Regions from separate parts of the Mus musculus genome. Here region 1 is linked to region 2. A link is a contact called in public Hi-C data. All regions are on one chromosome and are shown on one strand. The core of a region is the stretch at or near the end of the contact, and the rest is flanking DNA. Distances in the headings are between cores, read along the strand shown. Region 1 has its middle 94 kb from the start of Nefm. Region 2 holds the start of Nefm (neurofilament, medium polypeptide).

Region 1 (6,235 bases), core at 2,696-5,195, 94 kb after region 2:
TACTTTTGAGTTTGTGAGTTGTTGCCAAGCCTAGACTTTAATTGCTTATCAAAAGTGTTATATACAGCCATTTTCATCCTGTCATAGGCTCCTTTCCACTCTCTGGATAACGTTCACAGATGCACCCTGAGTCTGATTTATCCTTCTTTTGTTGCCTGTGTGAATGGTGTAACCTCCACCAAAATTCAAAGATCATGAAGATTTTTGCTCCAATTTTTCTCCTAAGAACTTATTCTTTTACCTTTTCAGTGAAGGAGGTTGTCAGCTTCTTGTAAACTTTTACAAGCTGTGGGGTCAAGGCCTAAATTTTGTCATTTGTGTGTTAGAAAGACTTTCCTTTCCCACTACAGACTTGTTGGGGTGGGATAATCCAGGGATTGAGTTCTCATTTCTTTAGTCAATATGGCTGTGTCCACACCACTACCACAATGTTTGATGACTATAGTGTTGTAGTTAGTTTACATGCGATGAGCTGAGAATTCTCCATTTCTATCCTTTAACTTCGAGGTTGTTCTATCTCTTCAGAGCCAAGTTCCAACTCTGCTTTCCCTTGATAATGAACATGCAAGCCAGGTAGACCCTTTTCTCCCTCAAAATGCTTTGAATCATGGTGTTTATCACAGCAAGAACAAAGCAAAGCAAAATGTAAATCTTTTACCTCCATGCTTAGGTCTGCCATTAAATAATTCTCTTTGGCATTTTCCAGTTGCAGAGCTCCTGTTTGTTTCTGTCCTATATGTTCCTACTTATTTGTTAATTGCAGGTTTCTTCATCCACTGCTTGCTTGTCTAATTATTCTCAGTTGACTAAATGTCTGTTTTGTTTTGTTGATTTTTATCTGTCTTTAAGATTACTTTTGAAAAGGCATTAAGGCAATTTGTAGATTCTTTGGAGCATGGTTAGTTTCCTTTGGTGATGTCACGCTTGTTTAATTCTTCATTATCTATTTAGTCTTGTGCTGCTGGTGGCTGTACACATGAAGAGGAAAACATCTTATGAATTAGTTTTGGGGAGTAAAAGTCCGCTGTGTTGTTGGGTCTTTGTGCTCATGGGGGAGTGGCTCAGAGGGTTGTGGTCAATGAGTTTGAACTGGGTCATGTGACTCCTGGGTTCATAGTTTATTTGCTTGTTACCTGAGGCTTCAGTGTATGGCTCCTACTTGGTCTCTGAATGGGCTGGATCACTCAGGACCAAATGTCTCTCCCATCATGGCCTGTGGGCTTCAGAGTAGGATGATAGTCTATTTCAGCATTCATAGATAGTGAGCTTGCTGCCAGGTTCAAAGCTACTAGATGTGTTTTCTCCTGGTTCCCAGGGACAAATCCTACTGGATCATTGTGTGAGTCACTGTAAAGAGGCACTGGTCCTGAACGGTGGCTCAGGTGGGCTGCAGCTGAGTCACAGGCTCTTTTGGGAGCTACAGCTGAAACTGAGCTCTATTGTGCTTTCTCTGCTGCAATGAGCTGGCATGTCTTCTCATGGGTCTTAGGAAGCTAAGACAGGACAAGAGCTGGGCTTGATTTGCCAGAATGTTTTAGGAGCTAAAGTAAGACAAAAGTCTGTGGCCTTTGGTTGATAATATGATTAGTGGGACAATCAGGACCATAGCCATATGCACAAGAGGAAAGGCCATTTGGAAGTTGAAACTAGAACCTTAGTTGGAGTGCCTGCCCTTCCTTAAGCCTGTCTTTGGCTCTGTGGGGCTTTTCTAACCTCTTATACCAATCCTGATAATCAAGGATACTGATGACTTAATATGTATACAGTCAAGCATATTAATGATTTATTTGCATAGTTATATGTGTTTTGTGTGTGTGTGTGTGTGCATGTGTGTGGTTATATGACTTGCTTAGTTTTCTTCTTTTTGTCATACATGAAGTTTCAAAAATTAAATTTCTATATTTCAAGTCATTATTTTATATTTTAATTGAGTTTATCTTTATATTAAATACATGGTAAATAATATAACTGGTATTTGATGTATATAATGGCTGCAGTAGCCTTTTCCATGCCTTTAAAATATCACATTGTCATCTAAATTTATATTCATATATGTAAATCAATATATAATCCTCTACACATTTTCTTCTCTATATGATTGATTTGCTTGTCTATATTTATATGGTGCTGTAATGTAGTTTTGTCTTATGTTTTGATATTTTTTAAGGGGGCAATCTTTAAAGCTTTCATTGATTATTCTTACAGAGTCAATCTCCATATAATCTGTTTATTATATCCTGTGTAACTTACTTTCAATGATTTTTGCATATTAGTTCAGAGAAGGATCCAGACTTTGCTTTCAGAAAGTAGTAAAAGCAGACATCAGGGAAGCTTAAGTAGGCTCTGGTGGGATGCTTCTTCAGTTTTAAAGACAAGGTCATAGAACCGTGGGGCACATGCATTTCAAAGGAACAAGGCTTCCTGGCAGATGCTGCAGTGAGCGTCCCCTATCCACATATTTACCAGTTGCCAGGATTGGTGTTTCTAAACGAAGCAACTTTGATAAAACTTCATGCAGGAATGGTGTCTAGTGAGTTCTATAACAGCCATTCCTCAGGACCTCTCCATCTCTTTAAATCAGTATTCCCAAGTGGCTCGGTGGGAACCCCTTCAGAAGAGAACACAAGAGATTCTGGGAAATGGAAGCAAAAATGGTGCTGTGTGGGAGAAGGAGTGCTGAAATAGAATCACTGTCAGATAAAATATATCCCTAGGACATGTAAAGGTGGGGCCGAGTATGCAAGGGAATCAGGATGTTCGTTACAAGGGAAGACATTAGATTAGTGGACTCAACCTCTCTCCATGGACCCAGGATGAGCAGATTGCAGGTACCAACCCGGAAGCATGGCATCAGGTGCCGTACCCTGCTTAGCATCAAAAGCAATATTCCCAGTTGTGTGAGTGTAAGGAAGAGTCCCGTAAAGCTTAGGCATTGCAGTCTTGGGCTCCCAAGCTGGGCATTTATCTAGCTTTTTTTTTCTTCAGAGTTCTTTCCTCTGTGTGTGTGTGTGTGTGTGTGTGTGTGTGTGTGTGTGTGTGTGTTTCCTTTCTGACTCTCTATAAAAGTTAAGTGGAAAGGAAAAAAAATGTTCTGAGCTGAATCTCCTGCAGCAGCAGCAGCATGCAGGGCCACAGCTCTCTTGCTGAGCCTCATTTCTGCTGGGGCTATTTATAGACTGGCTCTGAAAATTTCCTTAGTAACAGGGTTGGGAAGAACTCTACCTTTGCTGCAGTGGGTGTCCCGAGCCAGCCTGTGGCCTTGTCCCCGATTCCTACAGCTTAGATAGTCTCAAGTGACCGTACGTTAGACATTACCTTCTCTGCCTTCAACATAGTTTATGGTTGGAGGAGTTTCATGAATATTTACTGCTCTAATCATGTGCTATATTTTGTTTTGATGGTAATGTGCTCTATTGAAGAGGAGATATTTCATATGGATAGCCAGGCTTTGTGCAGCAATGACTGAGGTGTAAGGGGAAGTTTCTCAGCCTTTGAGAATTATTATCCTTCTATTATAGTTTACATTTTCTGGGCACTGCTCAGAATCCTAACCTTTTCCTTTAAGTATTTACCCCTCTTTAAGTTTGTTCTTTTTTTTTCCCCTTCCCTCCAGCTTGGCCATCTGTCTCCCTCCCTTCGCTTCTGTAGAACCGTGCAATGAGTACCTGGTGGGGGGAAGGGCAGCACATGTCATCAAAAACATTTAGTTTTCAGAAAGTACAGAGTGACTTCTGCAACGTGTTCTACATCTTCTTGCCATCTGGACCTATAACCTCACCCAGTTAGAGCTCAGCTAACAAGGCCAAGGTCGTGGATTCCGACTCAGCGTGGTGATCCAGGTTACCTTGCTCAGGGAAGAACTTGACATTGCCCCCTCCTACAGTTGCTGGGACTGGTTGGGTCCATCTTGAAAGGCTGCTGACACAGGAGGTCCTGGAGAGATTTGGGCATGAGCCAGCCCTCAGTGTTAGTCGAGTAAACACCAAAGCATATGTTATAGGCTGGGTAGTCAGCAGGGCTCTCAATCCAATGCGGTTTTTACATTAAGCTTTAAAATAAGCCAATAAGAAATCCTTGTTTTTGCACGAGTTCACTTGCACAGAAGAAAATATGAACTCTCAGTTTGGCTCAATGTTTCTACCTTTGTTCTGCTTGTTTACTTGTTTTCCTTAGTTACCGCTTAGAAAGTAATCCTCAGTTGAGTTACAGATTTTACTGGTAGGAATGAAGGGGCCAATATAAGTGAATGTGGTGAGAGGAGCTGTTATGAGTAGCTGGGATGAGAAGTGCCACTGGCTAAATACAAAGTTTGTGAGACTCTTCTCTAAAGCTTTGCCCGACTACTGATAACGTATCCCCAGGATGATTAAATGATTTCTGTTTCTTCCATCTCACTTCTGTGCACTCCACACGTGATTGGCAGGGAACTGCCTCTTCTCTCCAGCCAGAGAATGCATCTATAGAGATAGTGGCAAGTACACTATCTCACAGGCTGTAACGGCTCAGGACTCTACGCGAGGGCCTTCCAAGTCACCACACTGTCTTTGGTATGCAGTCTCACATCCACAGAGTATTTCACCAGAAATGTATATTGTTGTCAACACTACATTTTCCTGTTTATTTGTGGATGAGAGATTTTACACACTTTCTCTGGCTGCATTTGTGCATGAAGTCAGATTTATACAGCTTGAGTGTGTCGTCACAAAGAGATGTGAGAGCTGGTTTAAATAAAATGAAACAAAACAAAACAATATAACTCAACCCCCCAAATCAAGCACCTAACTAACTAACTAACTAACTAACTAACTAACTAACTAACTAACTAACTAACTAACTATCTAATTAACTAACTAACTGTCTAACTAACTAACAACCACCACCCAGTGCCGTTTTAGGAAGGGTATCTGGCACTGCAGTGGATGAATGTAAGGTTTCTGATGTTAGACTGTTTTCATTTAGGATTGAATACTTCGTATGTTTTCAAATAGTGACTCAGCTGTGTTCATTCCTCAAGCTACTGGATTTGCTACAAAGAAGAAATAACCTTGGCAATGCTCTCCCCGAAACTCATTTGCCAAATTGTATTCTCACCTGCTCAGAACTGGGATTCAAAGGTGAGAAAATCATTCAAGGGACAGCATGCAGCTCAGGATCATGGGAGTCAAGAAAGCAAGAGATTCTTCCGTACTTTCCCACAAGACCATTGTGACTTCGATTATGTGACATCCTTGCTCCAATTAAAGGCATGCCTCGCATCCAGAGGGTCTCATTTACATTTTGCTGCTTTGCAACCCTGTCATCTTATCTGATACTTTACAATATTACATAATGTACCTTCTCTTGATGCAATTTCAGGCCTCCTGCTGACTGTTCAAAATCACAAAGCAGAAGGTCAGACTACATCAGTGGACGGCTATCAAGATGCATAGGCAGTAGCTCAAACAGCAGATAATTAGTATTTAAAGTGAGCCAGTGCCATGAGAAATGTAAAATAAAAAGCCATTATGGTGTTCTCTAAATTCTGTAACCGAATCTTCCATTCTTATTAAAAGGTGGCAGATTTAGATTGGTCATTAGAAATATTTCATACACATAGAACAGTATGAAATGTATGTACAGTAATAAAAGCAACCACAAAGCAAATACTCATAAAACAGTCATACCAAGTAGACATTTGTTGTTCTCCCCTGGTTGGAGCAGACCCTTCGCCAGATGGGAGGTTCACCCAAGAAAGATGGCCATCCAGTTCTGCTTGTCTCCACAGGTTTATCTGTCACAGAATTTGCCTCTGGATTGTTTTCATGCTAATGTGTTCATTTTTGAAATGCACACAGTGTGTGCACACCGTTTCTTTGGTGACTTGCTCATTATGGTTGTAATACTCTTCCATTCTCCTAGGTGCATTTCTACTTCACATATGTTTATTGCCGTGGAGCTTAATCTTGTATCCATACTTAACAACAGTCTGTATTGATTCTAGCTTAGGTCCTTTGGATGGTTTCCAGCTTGGGGCTGTTTTGAGTTATGTGACTGTGAAAAAGGTTGGGTTTAACTCTGGATTATGAGCCTTGGGGTATATGCTTTTGGGGTAGAAATCGACATCTCAGTGCTCACTAGCATCTGTCAGTCCATCACTACTGGAGGATGCTGAGCCATTTCCGAAGCATCTGTAGTGATTTCTCCATCCCCCTCCCCATTTTCTCAACTGTCAGAGGCTTTGCCAGTCTAGTGAGGA
Region 2 (6,633 bases), core at 2,354-4,853:
AGAGGATGAGACATCAAGAAAGACTTGTTTGGTCTTCTAATCTTCATTACCACAAGCTTAATGTAGTGGGCACTTTTGAATAAATAGAACCACGTAAGGAAATACTCTTTCTACCAGGGCAGTGAGTGCTTACTGCCATTTCATCAACATGTTTATCATATCCTGGGGCAGATTCTCCAAGAGTGCCAGACAGTCCTCTGCTGTAGTGCCTAGCCACTCCCAGTAGACAACTAACCACACCCAGTCAGTAAATGCATCTCTGCGGCAGGCATGCAGTTGCGCGGCAGGCATGCAGTTGCGCGGCAGGCATGCAGTTGCGCGGCAGGCATGCAGTTGCTGTAGGTGTAGTATGAATGTGCTAAAATGGTCTCTAGTGGCCAACCCACTTTGTCCCCCAAACGGTGTCCTCCCTCATCATTTGAATTGCCAAGATTTCTATGAGTTTTAAAAGCAAATAAAATGTTCAATTTAAAATTAAAACTATTGAGCATAAGTCAGAATGTTGATGAATTTAAATTATAGCTACATACGAATATAGGTGAAGCAAATTATAATTTGTTCAGTGACAGAATGTCTCTTGGTACAGTCGTTTGGTTCCCTTAAAAAGACAGTGCAGCTTATTCTTGCTGTAACAGCCTTACAGGAAGTGACTGCCTCCTCAAGAGCTGTATGCTTTGAGTCTGGCCAACAGAAAGACAGCATTACTCAGGAGACCTAGATAGAACCAGTTTACAGATAAAGAGATCAAACCTATATTTGCCTATATGTCTAGTTCTATATGTTTTTATACATACACGCTTGTCTAGATCTAGATATGAGGGTATCACACTTTACATATGTAGATAAATATATATTAAATTTACATTTCTATCCAGATTGAATGCATGTATATTATCCATAGACTTAAAGTAAGTGCACCTATATTCTAGTGTGCCTATATCTAGTCTCAGCCAGAGGATGGCAACAGTAAGCTGTAACAGAAAGAGAAGAGAAGCATGACCTGGTGTTTGTCCTTGGCTTTATAAAAGAGAACCATCAGATGAAATACTAAAAATGAAAACTTCATCTGCTTGTCAGACATACAGACGCTTGAAACAAAAATTTAAACCTATTGCTACGCCCCCAGCAACTCAAAAGTACTATTCTTTGGTGCATATTTGGGCTTTTTCATACAATATATTTTGGTTCCCTCCCCCAGTTCCACCCTCCTCCCCGATCTTCTCCGTAGTCACTCTTTAAAGCTGAAGTAGGTTGGTAAACCTGTATCTGTAATACTTAGGATTCTGTTCGTAACTGAGCTGGGGAGTCAGGGCTCTGAGCCTGTCTCACTAGGCCAGCTTTGGTTTAAGTGGGGAAGGCTGTTCGCAGCAGCCTCTGCAGTGCCTGTAGGGTCTGGACCAAGTCTGCAGAGATCCTGTACCTGTACGCGGCGATCTCGATGTCCAGGGCCATCTTGACGTTAAGGAGATCCTGGTATTCTCGCAAATGACGAGCCATTTCCCACTTGGTTCCCCGAAGTTCATTTTCCAACTGCTGGATGGTGTCCTGAAAGGTACAGGGAGTCTCTAGAAACTTCCTTCACAAGACACTTGCTATTCCCTGCCCCGAGCCCTTTCCTACCCACCCCCGGAATTCCCCCTTCCCCGCCAGTCCCATGAGCCTCGCAGACATCCCTCCTAGCTATCCCTCCTTCTTTTATGATAGTAAAATTCAAAACAAAGCAACAAAAATCAACCAGACAGTTCCTAGGCACAACACACACGGAGACTGGCAAGCCTAGAATGCCCCTAGAAGGGAGCACTGAGGAATCTGAGGAAGGTCCCTAGCGGACTTTGCCCCCCCCCCAATCCCCGCCCAAATTTTGGACTGAAGCCAGCTTTGAGAGCTCCGCCCATCGCGGCTGGAGGCGGGGGGGGGGGGGAGTGGAGAGTAAGGGGGTGAGGAGGAGGGGTGGAGATATGGGTGGGGGAGGGGAAGGGGAGCGAAGAAGGAGGCAGGAATACAAGAGACTATCTGTGCTCCTGCTTATTAAACGGTGTGTTTCTCAACGACCAGAATGTGCCTTTTTACTTTTACAGTAAAATCTATCGTAGGAAAGCAAGTTTTTGAAGGAGATGGGAATTTCTAAGTAGTTGCGGCAAGTGGGTGGGACAAGGAGGAGGGGCGGAGCACAGACCTTGGGCTTTGGCTAACCCGCGTCTGCGAAGCTCGTGCGCGCACTGGAATGCGGCCACCAGGGAGCGCGACCAAGAGGGCCTCTGGGCGCGCTCTCGAGTGTCGTGTCGGGGGCGCGCGGCGCTGGCGCTGGCGCAGGCCGGCCGCGCAGCCGCGGTTCCTACCTGGTAGCTGCTGAGGTCGTGGTTGTGGCGCTCCTCGATGTCGCTGAGCTGCCGCTCCAGGGACTCCTTAGTGCCTCGCACCGACTCGAGCTCGATGCTCTTGGACTGCAGCTGGCGCCGGTACTCGGCGATCTCTTCCTTGGCAGAGCGAATGGCCTCCTTGTTCTGCTCGGCCGCCTCGGTGAGCTTGGCGTAGCGGCATTTGAACCACTCTTCGGCCTGGTGCATGTTCTGGTCTGAGTGACACTCGAGCTGGGAGCGGATCTCCTTCAGCGCCGTGGAGATGTCTGTCTTCAGGTAATCTTTGCGCTCTACCGTGATGTGCGACGCCTGGATCTGAGCCAGCAGGTCGGCCACCTCCTCTTCGTGATTGCTCCGCAGGAAAGCCACCTCATCCTGCAGCGACTGCACCTTCTTGTCCAGCTCCACCTTAACCATCGACGACTCTTCGATGTCTTTGCGCAGCGCGCGAATGGCAGCCTCGGTGTCGTCCCGCAGCCGCGCCTCCTCCTCGAAGCGCTCCTTGAGCCGGTGGATGTCTTCCTCCAAGTGATCGGAGTCCAGCTGCACTTGAGCCTTCTCGTGGTTCACCATCTCGAGGGTGGCGCGCAGCTCTCGGATCTCCTGGTCGTAAGCATCACCCAGCTGGGCGTGCGAGGCCTGCTTCTGCCGCAGTGCCTGGATCTCTGCTTCGATCTCCTTGTTCTGTTGTTCCAAGTAGTGCACTTTCTCGATGTAGCCGGCGAAGCGGTCGTTCAGCCCCTGCAGCTGCTCTTTCTCGTTAGAGCGGGACAGTTTGTAGTCGCCGCCGGAGCCGCCGTTGAGCAGCGACGAGGACTGGCTGAAGTCGAGGCTGCTCTCGGCCGAGCTGAGCATAGCCGAGCTGTAGGCGAGACGCGGGGCGAGCGCGCTGCGCTTGTAGGAGGAGGACACGGTGCTGGGCGAGCCGCGGGACCAGGACTGCGAGCGGAAGCCGCTGGACGGGGAACCGCTCACGCGGCTGAAGCTGGAGCGGGTCTCGGTGACCCGCCGGTAGGCGGACGGGTTGCCCAGCGAGTCCAGCGTGTAGCTCATCTTGGAGGCCTTGGGGTGTGTGGCTGTCACAGCGTTCTGCCGGCCTCGCCGCAGCCCCTTTATAGCGGAGCAGCTGGTCCCGGGCCAGGGCCCCGCCCCGTGGAGGCGGCGGCCGAGGAGGCGGGGACTGCGGGTACCGGGCCGGGGGTGGGGGGAAGGGGGAGACAAGCCTTGCGGTGATTCAGCGGCCGCTCCACGTGGGCCCGCACCACACTGGACCCCACACTTGGGTGTCGCCGGGCCGGCCTTTTCCTAGCGTCCCCTTGAGTTCCAGACCTCTTGTCACCCGGTAGCTTGCCCTTCTCTGCTTTTTCACCAGCAGTTTGCAGTTCACAGCTTTGGCGCAAGTGCCCTTTCCCAGCGCCCTTTCTTTGTCTCGCCACTCTCGGCCCTCTGAGCAGCTCTTCTCTGGCTTCCTGACTTTCGTCTGGCCCCCTACCTCTTAGTCTCTTTCTTCCTTACTTTTGGCCGTAGGGTCCGCTGTTCTTTATCACACACACCCCTCCCACCTCTCCACGAGGCCCTTCTCCCTCTACTTTTTTTTTTTTTTCTTCATCCGGCATTTCCCTTGAAGCCCTTTCCCCTGGGACTTTTTTTCTTTGCAGCCTCGACTTTCACCCCTTAACCCCCAACTCTCTTTTTGTTCCCCCATCCATCCTTGTCTTTCTTGTCTCCCCCCCCCCCCACTCCTCGTCTTAAAGCAGCAAGAGATGAGCTGAGAGTTATGCAGAAGAAAAAAAAGAGAGAGTTTTTGAGGAATGGCCCGCCGGAAACCTCCGGAAAGGGGACAAAGAAGACAGGCCGGGGTAGTCATTTGTGTTAAAAGTGGAAAGTGGCACTCCAGTCTGCTTAACTGTTGGGGGACGACTGCAGCTTCCAGCAGGTAAGGCGCTGTGACGCCCAAGGATCCGGCAGCACCAAGGACAGCGCCCAGGCGTGCCCATGGGATTCTGCTGGGTTCGCAGCCTACCAGAGTCCAGAGGAGGGTCACTTCTGGCTCATCTCCTCCAGTGAATACTATTAAACCTGTTTGTAGGGGCTGTTTGTTTGTAGGGAACAAGCTGGAAATCCCACACTAAGACAGTGCAGAGTTGGCACAATGAACAGACTGCAGATTTTGAAATCAACTAAAAGCCATTCAACTCAGTTAAGGAAAATAGAGACTTGAAACCCAGTTTGACTTTACCAATAAGTGAGGGATGTTAGGGAAGGAGGAGACACAAGGCCTGAAATTTGAAGGTCAACTACTCACCGGGAAGGGGAAATCCGAGATGAAAAAAAAAAAAAAACCCAGGGAGATAGTGTGTATGTTAAGTTTGAAAACTGCATAGTCATCTTTCTGTCTGGGTACTACTTACGTGTACTGTTACAACCGACAGGGCAACTGAATTAGTTTTAAATTAATTGAAAGGTAACTGGACAGCCTCATCTCAGTCTTGAATAAGCCAGGTGGTCCCTCTGCCCCCATTTAAAAACGCAACCTATTTCCTTATGTTGATTTTGATGACCGATTTGGACCCACCATCCCTTAAGCATGCTTATTTAAACAAACATTCTACAGGGGTTTCCTTTGACTGTATATTTGAACTGAAAATGTCCTTCTATTTTGGATTACAGTTTGGGAAGATTCAGAGTGAAAAAGTTCAGAGTCTTGACAGAGAAAGTGAGAGATGGACTGCAGTCCTGCGGGGGTGGGGGTGGGGGTGGGGTGGGGGGTGTCACAGGAAGGAGTGGGCGTTGTGAAATGCTTACTGTGGGTCAGAATAAACCAGCGCTTGGAAGCAGAGAAGGCAGACTGTTGTACCTTTTCGGGCATATATTCTCTAACCTCTGCTTCATTATGTGACAGAGTTGTAGTCATCAGTAAGTAATCACAGACGCCTCCCTTTCTGAGGCTTTGATTTTGTAGTTTTATAAGCTCCCAGCCCATACATTTTAAGATAGAAGCGAGTTTTTAAAAGGAAAAAAGGCTCGTTTAAGGAGTTAACTTTTGGATCTCGAATGTGAAACTGCAGCATTGCGGGCTGCGGGGGTGGAGGGTGAGGGGGCTGGGTATGAGGCGGATCTGATCTGCTGAGTATTGCTTACTGCTCAAGCAGAGAGAGCCCAGACTCAAGTCCCCAAAAATGGCGTTCCACAAAGTGGACGACTAACTTGTAAATATTGTAAAACCCCAAATTTATCGATTTCCTATGGAAAAAGTAAATGAAAATAAAAACTTCCTGGGCTTGTCAGGTGTGGGCTAGCAGGGTGGAACCTCAGCAGGATGCCATGTAGAAATCGCTGCATCCGAACTATGCGACATTTTTCCTTGAGCCCTGTGCGGCTGCCTGCTTTTACTAAGATAAATAAAGCTGCCAGCAGTTTCCTGCTGCACACTCATGGGGAAAGCTCCCTGCAGTGAGAGCACATGGGTAGCAAACAGGCTTCAGCTGCGAGTTTTCTGCGGGGCTTTGGCAATGAGATGACTCTGCAGAGACATTTACAAGGAAACATGTGTTTAATTTCACCATCAGCCTGTTTTGCCTCTTGTCTAAACCAGCTCGAAAATTGTTAAACATCCAACCAGTTGCAGAAAGGAAAGTGCTGCTTGCAAACAAAGTCATGGCCAATTACTTAGGCTAAACCTGGTGCTGATAGCTTAACATTTTAGCTGCAATGTCACCTGAACTATTGATTAATCTAGGCCTTAAGGAATGATACAGGGACTTATAAGTTCCTCTGTTAAGGGGACAGTGTGCTAATGGTTTAAAAATTAGGGCTTCAGTCCCACCGTACTTTTCTGCAGCCTTTCACTTTTTACTTTGTTCTTTCATTTCTGTATTTGTCCTGAAGGTGACTTGAAGGGTAAATCCACCATACAGTCTTTTAAAAATTATTATTATTAATTTTAAAAGGGCTATGGGAGCTATTCTTTTTTTCCCCTTTTCTCTCCTGAGCTTCTGAAAAAAATTTACTTCCTTAATATTTTTCATAGAGAGAAATGGTTTGCATATTTCCTCTTTTGGTGACATTATAGCTATACAACTGTAACATACAAGCAACAGAGAAAATGAGCGAGAAAGGGTACCTGGCTTTACTGCAATGTGGGGCTGGCATTGAGTTTAGGAGAGTACTTTTGTGGTTTATTCAAAGAAGGATATATATGATTCAGATATAAGAGTTTTAATGAAATTATCTTTAAATTGTTGTTTGTTTTGAATTGCCTTTTGGAGAATAG

Evidence for each region. Hi-C and Micro-C count contacts between places; a contact is called where the count stands out from the background.
Region 1: a Hi-C map of cerebral cortex shows a contact between it and region 2, with 2.5 times the contacts expected there. The contact joins the enhancer-like site here to the promoter of Nefm in region 2. A contact is called at or near these places in 1 of 39 promoter capture datasets (pre-B cells), 2 of 484 Hi-C or Micro-C datasets (cerebral cortex and forebrain) and 2 of 115 datasets of contacts at active chromatin or transcription factors (differentiating embryonic stem cells and embryonic stem cells).

What each region holds. Positions count from the first base shown.
Region 1 is chr14:68,215,501-68,221,735 of GRCm38.p6, forward strand. No RefSeq gene overlaps it. Among named protein-coding and RNA genes, the nearest start is that of Nefm, 94 kb to the left of the region's middle. Within about 2 kb of position 3,946, at least 29 of the 459 cell types and tissues checked have an H3K27ac peak or open chromatin away from gene starts, as enhancers often do. A contact at or near this core is called in cerebral cortex and forebrain, where this site is marked.
Region 2 is chr14:68,121,401-68,128,033 of GRCm38.p6, forward strand. Nefm (neurofilament, medium polypeptide) reads right to left here and starts at 3,604. Exons shown (of 3, transcript NM_008691.2): 1 at 2,340-3,604; 2 at 1,421-1,545. The coding sequence starts at 3,413. It overlaps A230070E04Rik (RIKEN cDNA A230070E04 gene), which reads left to right and starts at 2,352. Exons shown (of 3, transcript NR_045897.1): 1 at 2,352-3,428; 2 at 4,118-4,296.